2 separate regions of the Mus musculus genome follow, and region 2 is linked to region 1. The links are chromatin contacts, called in public HiChIP or PLAC-seq maps. All regions are on one chromosome and are shown on one strand. The core of a region is the stretch at or near the end of the contact, and the rest is flanking DNA. Distances in the headings are between cores, read along the strand shown.

Region 1 (6,207 bases), core at 1,335-3,834:
AAGATTTGTCAGTAATCTATGGCATGGCAGCAGCTATAATGCTCTTTGTAAAAAATAATTTCTACTAGAAATTAACCGACCAGTAAATCATACATATGAACATGGAAAAATCATTTCTTTGTAAAAACAACTGTGGGGGGTGGAGGGAGGATTGCACATGTGGATGTCAGAGGACAACTTGTTGGAACCAGTTCCCTCCTTCCACAATGGGGTTTCCAGAGATAAACTCAGGTGTCCGGCTTCATGGCCAGTGCATCCAGCCATTCTGCTGGTCCATAGGAACATTTCTGCTATTCTCTCCAAAACTATTTTATATTTTCAGTCTACAAAATTTTAATCTGTTACAGATATGAGAAGAGACTATAACAGAAAAATGTTCATCTAGAACAGGAATCAACCAAGCCCAGTTCACTGCTGACCAACCAGCATCTGTTTGTAGGTTGTTTACAGGTACTCCTCAGCTGAGTCTAGTACAAAATATACTTTGGAACACAACGCCAAAACATGCAAAACTGAACATAACTAAGTGGCCTTTTCAAGCCTCCCTGTCTGTCTAGTGCTGTGAATGGGCACGAGAAAAGAACTCGGAGAAAAGAAGTGCTCGGCTGCTCGGCTGAGTAAGTGTACAGCATACACAGAGGAAGCAAAGAAGAAAGATGTGGCACTGAACCTCAGCCGAGCGTGACCAACAGGCATACCACCAGCACTCAGAAGGGAGAGGACACCTCAGGGAGAGGAAAAGGAAGTCCACAGAGCACACACAGGGCCCCTTGAGGAGGTCTCTATGACTAGGGTGCATATGGAAGGATGTAGCCAGTGACACCACAGTCCTGTAAGCGCTGGTCAGCAGTTTTGCACAGATGGACGGCCTATTTGGAGAGGAAGTGCCAAGTGCTGTCTGTGGTCATGGGGAAAGAAATGATCAAACATGGACAATCTATTGAGATAGCTATTGATAACTGAGATGCATAAATACAGAGTCTAGAGAGGGGGTTGCTCCGTGGGTAAGAGCACACACTGCTCCTGCAGAGGTCCTAAGTTTGGTTCCCAGCACGCACATTACACAGCTGACAATCACCTCACAGAGCTCCAGAGGGGCCAGTGTTCTTTCTGGAACACTGCACATGCACTTACCCATGTTCATACTCACTCATGCATACAAATAATTGTTAATCATAGATCACCTATACATCTTTTGTAAGAGATGTGTGCATCCTGACATATAGACCGGGGTTCTGTCGTAAAGGAAGAGGTCTGATTCTTTTTTCTGTCACACATACCAATAATCTACTAATTAGAAATACCTTGCTTACTACCACGTAGCTTTCCCAATCTTTGCATTTATTCTTATTTGCCGTAGCTGCTAATTAACCTTTTCAAAGCATGGGCCAAGAAGTAATTGGTGATCAATCAATTTTTTAAAAAATTAACAATTACCTAATAATGAAAACCAAACAAGTTCAAATAAACAATTTAAATAAGTTTTATATGATACTCTACAGTACTGTACTGTACTGTACAGTATCATGTTGTACTTTGCCTAAGCACTATATCAGAACCCAGAGTCTCCAGGTGCAGATGCTATAGCTAAGAGCTAATGAGCCAGCCCTGTAAGTTGTTGCCCTTACACAGCCCTCACACAGAGCCAAATCTGCCTCTTCCCCAATGCTAGTCACAATCTAAAACACCCTGACTGTGGTCCGAGTCATCTAGCTCAAGTCACATATTAACGAGGCCTCCTTCCACACAGTATAGGATTTCCCCCATCTCTCTGAAACCTTTAAGTATAGGCACCTTCCTTTGTCTGGCAGGACTAAAGCTATGGCATCAGGGTGGGACCACAGGACAGGCTGTGCTGTTAATAAATACCCTGTCCTAAAGACAACTGAACTCAATACGTCTCTTTCTTGAATACCATTCTCTTCTCACTCCCAAAAACCTAACACGCAGTCCAGAAGAAAAGTGAAATCTTCATCTTCAGGTTAAAGTGGTCACTGCTGCCGTCACCAGTTTACAATGGCAGTAATTAATTTAGAATTGAATAAATACTCTCAACCTTCCTCTCTCAGGTATGCACACTTACAGAGAGCCCATGAAGAACTTCTCAGTGAGTATAACTTCCCAGCTAGCACCCCCTTCTCCTCAATTATTCGCCTTATTCTTGACCAGACACAAAATAACTGCCATGAATACGAAACCAGGTGTGCTTATGGATTCCTGTAATCTCAGCCTTCTGGAGGATGAGGTAGGAGGGTAGTAACTTTGAGGCGAGCCTGGGTTACATGGTAAGACCCTGTCAGTAAAAAATCACAAAGCAAGGAGTGTGTGTGTGTGTGTGTGATAAAAGGTGGCTTTCAACTCTTCTTGTAAGTTTAAGACGCACAGTGAACCCCAATGAAAAAGACTGCTGGTTTTAAATCAACCTTCGCCATGACAGATGAGGACTCTACTGAAGGGCAAGAACAGATCCAAAGGTAAAGAAGCTGCCTTTCAACTTTGCTCTCTGATTCCACAGGCCTTAAAAAAAACATGCAAGAATATGCCTCTTGCAACTGTGGTCACATGCAAAAGTGAAGCAAGAAGCACATCTGTTTGGAGCTGGCCTCAAATGCCTCTAGTTCTTCTCCAAACCAGGTTCACAACTCCCACCCACAGAGAGAAAGCCAGGGCCTGAGGCGGCACCCAGGGACAAGCAAATTAGCATTCCCAAGGTCAACTGCTGACAGGCTTAATTGTTTACAGCAACTAGAATATGCTGGCTGCCGAAGTTAAGAGGCTTAACCTTCCAGCTTGCCCAACAGCATATGAAACTGATTTACCACATCAGCTACAAAATATGAAGAACTGTAGATGTGGATTCAAATGAACACACAACATTTTATACAGAAGCAAATGTAACAGGATCCTCAGAAACAATGCACTTTTTATTTTAAGCTGGCTAAACAATTTGGGGAAAACCCTAAAATACTAGCCACAGTTTCAGCAGAGGAGAGTGCAGGAGAAACTGAGTGTCTCATTCTTCCACCGGTTTGATTGGAAGACTCACCAGAACTGCTAAAGAGCTGCAGATCTAGCTGATTTGGCCATCTCTTATTTCTTACTCTGTCACAGAGAAGTGAAATAACCCTTATGTGTCTTTTGTCATCTCATAAAGTGTTATATGTGACCAATAAGCATAAGCAGTGTGGCTAGTCTGGAGTCTAGTGTACTGTAGGATTCTGATTTCAGTGCCCACGCTGTGTCAAAAGAACTCCTTAGGAGCTTTCATATTTATGACACATAAAAATATTTTATCTTTATTTACTTTTTAAATTATATTTGTGTGTATAGATGTTTTGACTGCATTATGTCTACGGATATACTATGGACATGAGTAGTGTCTAGTGTAGAAGCAGGTGTGGTATAGCCTGGGTTATAGGAATTGAACCTAGGTCCTCTGGAAAAGCAGCCAATCCTCTTACCCATAAAGCCATCTCTCTGGTCCCGAAAAATAGTTTCAGATACACTAGGTTAAATAAAACATTACAAATCTCTCCTTCCTCCATATTTTATGAAAGAAGGGCAGTAGAAAATTTTAAATTACACATGTGGCAAACACTGTAGTTTTATCAGGCTGCACGTGTACACATAAGTAATGGTATACAGAAACGCACAGCATGAATACAGGACTTCGTCTGTAACGGGGAAAGAACAGTGTGGGTAATGATCTCTAGAAGAATCAAGCTGCTTTCAGCTGTGCTACGTGTCGTCCTCATAAAAGCTCCTTCCCTCTGACCACAAGACATTAAAACTTTATGTCATTAAAAGAGGACTACAGTGCTTCACAAAAGGCTCCTCATGTCAGTTCTACTTCTGCCTCTGTTGTCATCTCTGCATAGCATTAAGCCAGCATCAGTTCTTGCCAATGGCCAGAGACATGATTTGGTGCTGGCCTGGCTTTTTACTGAGTGACTCCTACTTGTTTGTTTGTTTCTTTTTTTTTTTCTTCTTTTTATCTGTTTTAGTCCTTTTTATCCGAAGTTTGATCACTGAAATCTAACTGAAGCCCCAGCTCCAAAGGTCAAGAAAAAAAAACAAAAACAAAATAAAACAAAACAAAAAAAGCTGAGAAGAAAACAAAAGAATCAATAGCAAAAGCATTGTCAAAGGTCTAGAAAAATCCAAACAGTATTTAGGTACTATACATAGTCTGTTTAAAAAAAAAAAAAATCAGAGCCGGGCGTGGTGGCGCAAGCCTTTAATCCCAGCACTTGGGAGGCAGAGACAGGCGGATTTCTGAGTTCGAGGCCAGCCTGGTCTACAAAATGAGTTCCAGGACAGCCAAGACTATATAGAGAAACCCTGTCTCGAAAAACCAAAAAAAAAAAAAAAAAATCAGGAAGTTTTGCTATTTCAAAATAAAACATGCTACTGTGAACAGGAGAGCTTAGCACACAGAACAGAGCAAGCCAGTACCTCTCCCCAGAACCACCATGTAGAGAACCATCTAGCTCTTAGGTCATCAGTGAGTAAAACATCTGGAGGTGGTGACACAGCTGGAATGTATGGAGTGAGACTCCAAGGTAAGAAAGAGGAGAGGCAAAAAAACAGTCAAAAACACTTTTCCGAGAGCCCTTTAAAAGGGAACCGATCAACACTGTAAAGAAGCACTGTTGCTGCTGCTGCCTCTTAGACAAGAAAAAAAGAGTGGAAAGCCAAATAACCGCTCGTGGCATCCAGCTAAGGTCTGAAGACCGCCTAGTTGTCTGTGGACCTCCACACCAAGAACCAAGTTGCAAATTCAATAGGTCATTTTGTATCAGAAGGTCAATTTATGAAGCACCTATAATTTTTCAATTATAAGAATATATTCTCTGGGTTCTGTTGTGACCCAGACAATAACTTTTTTTTCTATTGTGGGTTCTGTTTTTTTTCCCTCATCCCAGAAATTGGTTTTGATGTACCCAACACTTAAGATTCTCAAATAAGGGAAATAAAATCTCCATTAAAAAAAAAAAAAAAGCCAACGGGCAGTGTGTTTCACACTTTTAACCTTCTACATTGTTTCAACTGAAAAAAGGACAAAATTATGAATATGTATGTATTTTAAAGTGATTATAAAAGTTAACAAATCGCCAGGCGTGGTGGCGCATGCCTTTTAATCCCAGCACTCGGGAGGCAGGTGAATTTCTGAGTTCGAGGCCAGCCTGGTCTACAAAGTGAGTTCCAGGACAGCCAGGGCTATACAGAGAAACCCTGTCTGGAGAAACCAAAATAAACAAATAAATAAATAAATAAATAAATAAACAAACAAACAAACTAACTAACTAACTCACTCACTCTGATCAAGAGACTTAAGACTTAGGTCAATGACTATGCTCTAAAAAGTGCTCTGATGCCATCTAGTGGCAGGCAGGTCTCCTACAGCATGGGACAGACTGACTGGTCTAACTTTCTCAAACTGTAGTAGTCCCTAGACTATTAGCAGCACCTGGGAATCTTGGAAATGCAAATTCCGGCACTATTCAGAATTACTGAAACTGTGGAGGTAAATACCAGTCATCTACTTTCATGAGGCCTCTCGGTAGTTCTGATGCACTCTCAAGTTAGAGACTTCTGGTCCTCAAGTGCAAAGTCTCTAAAATGATTTTTATTCATTAATAAATGAGCTCATTTTCTAACTGTAAACAGTAACTCATTTTTCATTATAGATCCAAACATATCTTATTAAGGAACAACCTCAAAAGCCATTTACAAATCCAGTGTGGTAGTGCACACCTTTAACCCCAGTGCTTGGGACTCCGAGGCAGAAGCAGGCAGTTCTCACTCTGAGGCCAGCCTGGGTTACAGAGTGAGTTTCAAGAGAGCTAGAGCTGCCCTCTCCCCCTCCCCAGGCCATCTACCACCCTATTTACATAGTTCGACACCTGATATGCATTATAGTGGTTCCAAACTCTTAAGGTACTTAATGAGCACCAGAGGGCTTTGTCCCCAGAAAGTCCATTTTAAGGGGTTCCTACCATTAAAATAACCAACATACCTACAAAGAAATCATTTAAATTAAAGAGCTACATGGAACAAAAGCAAAGCATTAACTGCTATCAGTATGAAAGGATAGGTAGCCCATTACTGTGGCTAAAAACACAAGGAACAGGGCTGGAGCGATGGCTCGGAGGTTAAGAATCCTGAGTTCAATTCCCAGCAACCATCTATACTGAGATCTGGTGC
Region 2 (5,877 bases), core at 654-3,153, 580 kb before region 1:
AACATGACAACTTCCAAGTGCACTCTGGCCACCCAGGTGCACCTCAGGTCCAGGCTCACCTTTTCTTCAGTCTGTTGTTATCTCTCTGAAAACATTGCCTCCTGAAGCCTGGCATGCATACATTAGGAGGTTACTATGGAGAGGATAAGAATTGCTTTATGTGGAATTGACTCACATCTTTAAAAATGATTTATTCATTTTATTTTATCTGTGAATGTTTTACCTGCAATGTGTGTATGTGTGTATGTGGGGTGTGTGTGTGTGTGTGTGTGTGTGTGTGTGTGTGTGCTTAGTGCCCTAGTAGATCAAAGAGGGCCTGGAACTGGAATTAGGATGCTAATGAGCCATCATTTGGGTGCTGGCAACCAAACCTGGGTCTTCTACAAGAGTAACAAATGATTACTCCTATTCTTTCTGATTTACCTGTTCTGTTGTTACTCCGTCTCAGCATCCATCCCAGTCATAGCAACACCATTCTTCTGGGGTTCATTAAAAAAAAAATCATTTTGAATGTGATAAATGTCCTGGAGCTGGAGTTACAGAGCCACTCTCTCTCTCTCTCCCTCTCCCTCTCTCCCTCTCTCTCTCTCTCTCTCTGTGTGTGTGTGTGTGTGTGTGTGTGTGTGTGTGTGTGTGTGTGTGTGTATGTGTGAACCTATGACTCTGTGCCTATCTCTGTCTCTCCCCACTTCGCTTTCTCTCCCACTTTCCCCTTTTCTTCCTCTCTCTCCCTAATAGAAACCACTAGTGCATCTTATACTTCTCACTTTAAAGTGAATTCCAGGACTAGACAGATGGCTCAGTGGTTAAAGTCACTTATTACTCTTGTAGAGGATCCAGGTTTGGTTACCAACACCCAAATGGTGGCTCATAACATCCTAACACACACACACACACACACACACACACACACCACTACTGCAGGTAAAATATTCACAGATAAAATAAAATGAATAAATCATATTTTTTAAAATTTGAATCAATTCCACCTAAAGCAATTCTTATCCTTTCCAGAGTAACCACAATAGCGCATTGTTTCCTTAGCTGGCTATGGTGACCCCTCTGCCTCCTGTTTCCCATGTTGTCAGTCATTCTGCAATCTATTCTCAACACAGTGGGCAGTGTTACTTTAAAACTCAGATGGAATGATGTCACCCCTCTGCTCCGAATGTTTGCTTTTCCAGATTATTTGTCTGTGGATCATTGCCTGAACAGCGAAGTTACAAAGCAGAAGTAGAAAAGAAACAGTGGGCTCTGGTATTCAGTAGGAATGTCCCAGCATGTTTGTGCTGGTCTGGAGCTGCTTTAGATCAAAGCCATTTTTATTTTTGCTTACAAATTGTTCACATGCTCTGATGGCAACCAAATGTTTTTCTCCTTTTCTTTCTTTGGTTAATTCCCTTGGACACACTGCTTAATTAGTTGCTCATCATGGTGGTTCATATTAATTTCATAAGGAGCACTCTACACTCTGAATACTTAAAGATTCCATTTGCAATAAAGCTTAGCAGCTATGCCAAGCCACTTGCTTAAAAATGTTTTGATTCATTTCAACTCATTTTGGCCTCATGGTACTAGTAAAAATAGATAATATTTTCTGTATGGCCTTAGCTTGCAGCATAATCTAAGTTGATTATCAAAATAACTAATAAAGTAGTTTGATTACATATATTATAGATGCTATAACATACACTTTCACACACACACACACACACACACACACACACACACACACACACACATATATATATATACTAAACTATCAAATATATGCCTAAAGAAAGTCTCCCAAAGACACAGAGCAATGGCAGTAGAAAAGATTCAGATGTGCCTGACTATGTGACCTGGATGTTTGACCCATTAATCACACTGCCATAAAAGAAGAATTACAGGATACTAAAATCAAAAGCATGTGTACCGGCATCCGCCTACACACATTTGAATCCTGTGGACAGAGCTGTGTGACTTTGTACTGCGTAAGTGCTTCTCTGAGTCTCAATTTCCTCACCTGACACATGGAGCAATTAACATTTACCAAAGGAGACGAGAACAGAGTGAGGAAAAGTGGAGGAAATGCTGAAATACCTCATGTTTTATTATTCCCTATTTGATAGGGAGGGAAACGCTGTGGCTACTATCTTTTATCAAGCTCTTCTCAAACCACCAAATAAGACAACAGATCTGGGTCAGACAGTTGGAAATTCCTAAGTTATAGACTCTGCTTGTGTACTGTACATCTGTTACAAAAGAAAAAAAAACAATATTTCTGGACTCTTCAAAATTTCATACAACTCTTTTGAAGTAGCCATAATTCATTCCATCCTGTGAATTGTATGCTGGGAGTGTAACCTCATTTCTGCCCTATTAGGGGCCTGTAAATTCCTCTTGTATAAAATAACAGAAAGAATTCTAATTTAGTTCTCATTCAACCAAAACAAAACAAAACCCTCAATTTTAACATGTGTTCTGCTCCCTGAGGAGACTGGGAAAGTCAAGCATTGTTTCTCATTTTGATGTCTGATCTTCTAAATAAGCAGACAAAAAAAGGAACATATTTCAATTGAATTTATCAAATGTTGATTATTTCATGGTACCAGCTATTCTGGGTAATTACGGTTCTATAATTCTGTAAACACATTCTGATGTAAACAACACTGAGAACGGCATTTGTGAATGCTCCGACCGTGCCCACAACATAACAAGAAGCAGTAATTTATTACTCGGACTAATAATTAGAAGTAATTAACTACTAGAAGCAATTAGGAATAGTAATTTATTTCTTAACATAATGTAATGAGCTGGGTTTTTTTTTCCTATGTATGTTTGAATATTTAGCAGCCAGTAATTAGTTTTAGAAGAAAGAAAGAAATGTGCTGTTTTGTTAACAATCTTAGATGTCTGGCTTGTGATTCCATCTGGCCTATTAACGGGGAGGTTTGACAAATCATTGGAAAGAACGCTGCAGAAATGAGTTCCTTGCCATCCTTGCAAAGCAGTGGTCTCAGTTTCATAGTTATTTAGTTGCTAAATGATTATTTTCTGAGCATCTCCTAGGTTTTATGTCATGGGTGTCAAAAGCTGGATAAATATGCTGAGAAGTATGGATGCCCAAGGAGTTAGGGAAACAGAGCGTAGAAGGACTCTGAGTTTGATTCTTCATACTGCCATTCTCTGGAGTGGCCTGTAAAGGGAAGGGTTAACTAGATGAAGAGGTAAAAGGAGTCTCTGCCGCTGACCAACACATAGAGGAAAAGCCCAGGCGCAAGAATGCAATGAACCTTCTTAGTGAGCTGAGACCTGGAGAACTGGAAACCCTAACTCTGAAAACTAGAAGGAGATTTGGTACCCACATACACATACACGTCAGCCACACTGAAGCGTTCAGCCCTGCCCTAACTAGCAACGCAAGACCACAAAGGGCTGAATTAACGTTGCCTTTCCAAATGATCCTCTGATCATCTACCTGAAGATAAAATAAGGAACTGGGACAGAAGATGAAGAGAAGCCAACCAGCATGCCAATCAGGGATTTGGCTGAATGATAAATGAAGAAATCCAGTCTGAATCAGAATAGTTTAGGAAAATGGTCAGAGCTGAAAAAAATGAACTAAATCAATTATTGAATAAAGAGCCAGGAAGTGACTTGTGCAAGTGAATATATATGAATCATAAAATGACCCAAGAAATGAAAGACTAGGATCAAATTGCATGTTTGGCTAATGTTGTGTTTGAAGATATGTTGAGTTAGAGAGACTCAAAAGACAGGAAGTGGAGTTTTGACCAGTCAGATGCCTGCAGTCTTTGAAAGTTCACAGTGGTATCCACTAAAGACATATTTTGGTTGGGGGAAGGACTAAAGGAGATGAAGCGGTTTGCAACCCCATAGAAAGAACAATAATATCAACCAAACAGACCCTCCAGAGCTCCCAGGGGCTAAACCACCAACCAAAGAATACATATGAAGGGACCCTTGACTCCAGCTGCACATGTAGCAGAGGATGGCCCTGTGTGGCATCAGAGGGAGGGGAGGTCCTTGGTCCTGAGTAGGCTAGATGTCCCATCATAGGGGATGCTTCGGCAGTGGAGCGGAAGTGGGCGTGGGTGGAGGAGCACCCTCATGGAGTCAGGGGAAGGGGGTGGGAGGATGGCTCTCGGAGTGAAAACTGGGAAGGGGGATAAAATTTGAAATGTAAATAAACAAAATAACCAATAGAAAAAAAATTTTAGAACAGATAGATTTTGAGTATCATCTACATAAAGATCTAGCTGAAAGAAGGCTTAGGATAAGAGGAAACCCCAGTCTGCTCATGAACAGTGCCAAGAAGCCTGACAGTTCAGCCCTCTGCTTCCCTCCCCAGGTTCTCCCACTTAATCCGCTGGATCCGCAATGGAGACACTGAGTGCTATCGGTCCTTCCCTTTCAGCCCGTCATGATCCCCCACTGCACTGGAAGGTAGTGACCCTTCACTGCCTCCGCTCTTGCTGCCTCATTCCCTTGTTAGACCACAATACAACCTTTCTCTCTAGGAACTTTTGTTGGTACAAAGCTTTAGACTCCTAAGGTTCCGCCACTCTCACTCTTGCCATAGTCTTTACCCAATCGGTCTAACACCACAAATCAAGACGCCTCCCTTTGCATCTCGATGAGGGCATAGACCCTTCATCAGCATTACACTTCAATTGCTCTGCCCGTGAATCAGGCACACGGAAGGCTTAAAATGTGGATGCTCTGTTGGGACGTCTGGTGTCTCTCTTTCTCCATCTTTCCTAAAACCATCTACTCATAGGCTAGGCTTGTATAGATGGGGATTCATGGTGGGGCTTGGGAATTATGACCCATGCACTCAGAGTACCCAGCTTTTGACAGTTCTGTTTTGCTTCAGCTATGCTACCCTATAGAAGAAAAAAAAACAAAAAACAAAAAAAAACAAAAACAAAAAAAGGCATTGCTAAGCATCTGGTCAAAAGTCTGCATCAGTTAAGTCAACAGGCATTTCTCTAATGTTTGCAGTTTACAAAATCAACATCTTTTTTTTTTTAAATTTTCACATCAGTCTTATGAAGTAGGCTCTTTACACTCAGGAAAATATCATTACTCTCAGGAAATGCAGAGGAGGAACCCAATGACTTGTCAAGGTTAGTTACGAAAAACACACAGCGGAGTAGATGAAAGCCATATCTTTTTTATTAATCATTTCATTTGTTTGCATTTCAAATGATATCCCCCTTCCCGGATACCCTTCCACAAACCTACCCTCCCTCTTCCCTATCTACTTTGCCTCTGACGGGGTGCTCCCCCTACCCTGGAGCACCAAGCCTCCATAGGACCAAGGGCCTCCCCTCCCATTGATGTCAAATAAGGCCACCCCCTGCTACATAAGTATCTGGAGCCATGGCTCCCTCCGTGTATATACTTTGGATGGTGCTTTAGTCCCTGGGAGCTCTGGGTGGTCTAGTTAGCTGATATTGTTTTTCCTACAGGATTGCAATCTCCTTCAGCTCCTTCAGTCCTTCCCCTAGATCTTCCATTGGGGTTCCCAGGCTCAGTCTGATGGTTGGCTGTGATTATCTGCATCTGTATTGATCAGGTGCTGGTAGAGCCTCTCAGGGAACAGCAATACTAGGCTCCTGTTGGCAATCACTTCTTGGCCACCCACGCATCTGAAAATTTTTAACCCAGCAATGTTCCTGTCCAAAGGAAAGACAGAGACAAACACTGGAACAGAAACTGAAGAAAAGCAATCCAGAGACCACCCCACCTAGGAATCCATCCCATCTGCAGACATCAAACACCCACACTATTGTAAGCCATATCTTATAAGTAAGTTTTGAATACTTCCTAATATGCCAGACCCCAAGCTGTTCAAACTAGGAGACA

The links. HiChIP or PLAC-seq counts read pairs in DNA pulled down with a chosen protein or histone mark.
Region 2: a CTCF HiChIP or PLAC-seq map of the NIH/3T3 cell line shows a contact between it and region 1, with 7 read pairs. The contact joins two enhancer-like sites. A contact is called at or near these places in 2 of 15 datasets of contacts at CTCF or cohesin (the NIH/3T3 cell line and pro-B cells), 1 of 484 Hi-C or Micro-C datasets (embryonic stem cells), 5 of 115 datasets of contacts at active chromatin or transcription factors (the NIH/3T3 cell line, bone marrow-derived macrophages and embryonic stem cells) and 2 of 9 other capture datasets (adipose tissue and embryonic stem cells).

The regions. Positions count from the first base shown.
Region 1 is chr15:59,388,593-59,394,799 of GRCm38.p6, reverse strand. The region is part of intron 2 of Nsmce2 (NSE2/MMS21 homolog, SMC5-SMC6 complex SUMO ligase); the gene reads right to left. Among named protein-coding and RNA genes, the nearest start is that of Nsmce2, 17 kb to the right of the region's middle. Within about 2 kb of position 2,584, at least 78 of the 459 cell types and tissues checked have an H3K27ac peak or open chromatin away from gene starts, as enhancers often do. A contact at or near this core is called in the NIH/3T3 cell line, where this site is marked.
Region 2 is chr15:59,970,832-59,976,708 of GRCm38.p6, reverse strand. No RefSeq gene overlaps it. Among named protein-coding and RNA genes, the nearest start is that of 4933412E24Rik, 43 kb to the left of the region's middle. Within about 2 kb of position 1,903, at least 30 of the 459 cell types and tissues checked have an H3K27ac peak or open chromatin away from gene starts, as enhancers often do. A contact at or near this core is called in the NIH/3T3 cell line, where this site is marked.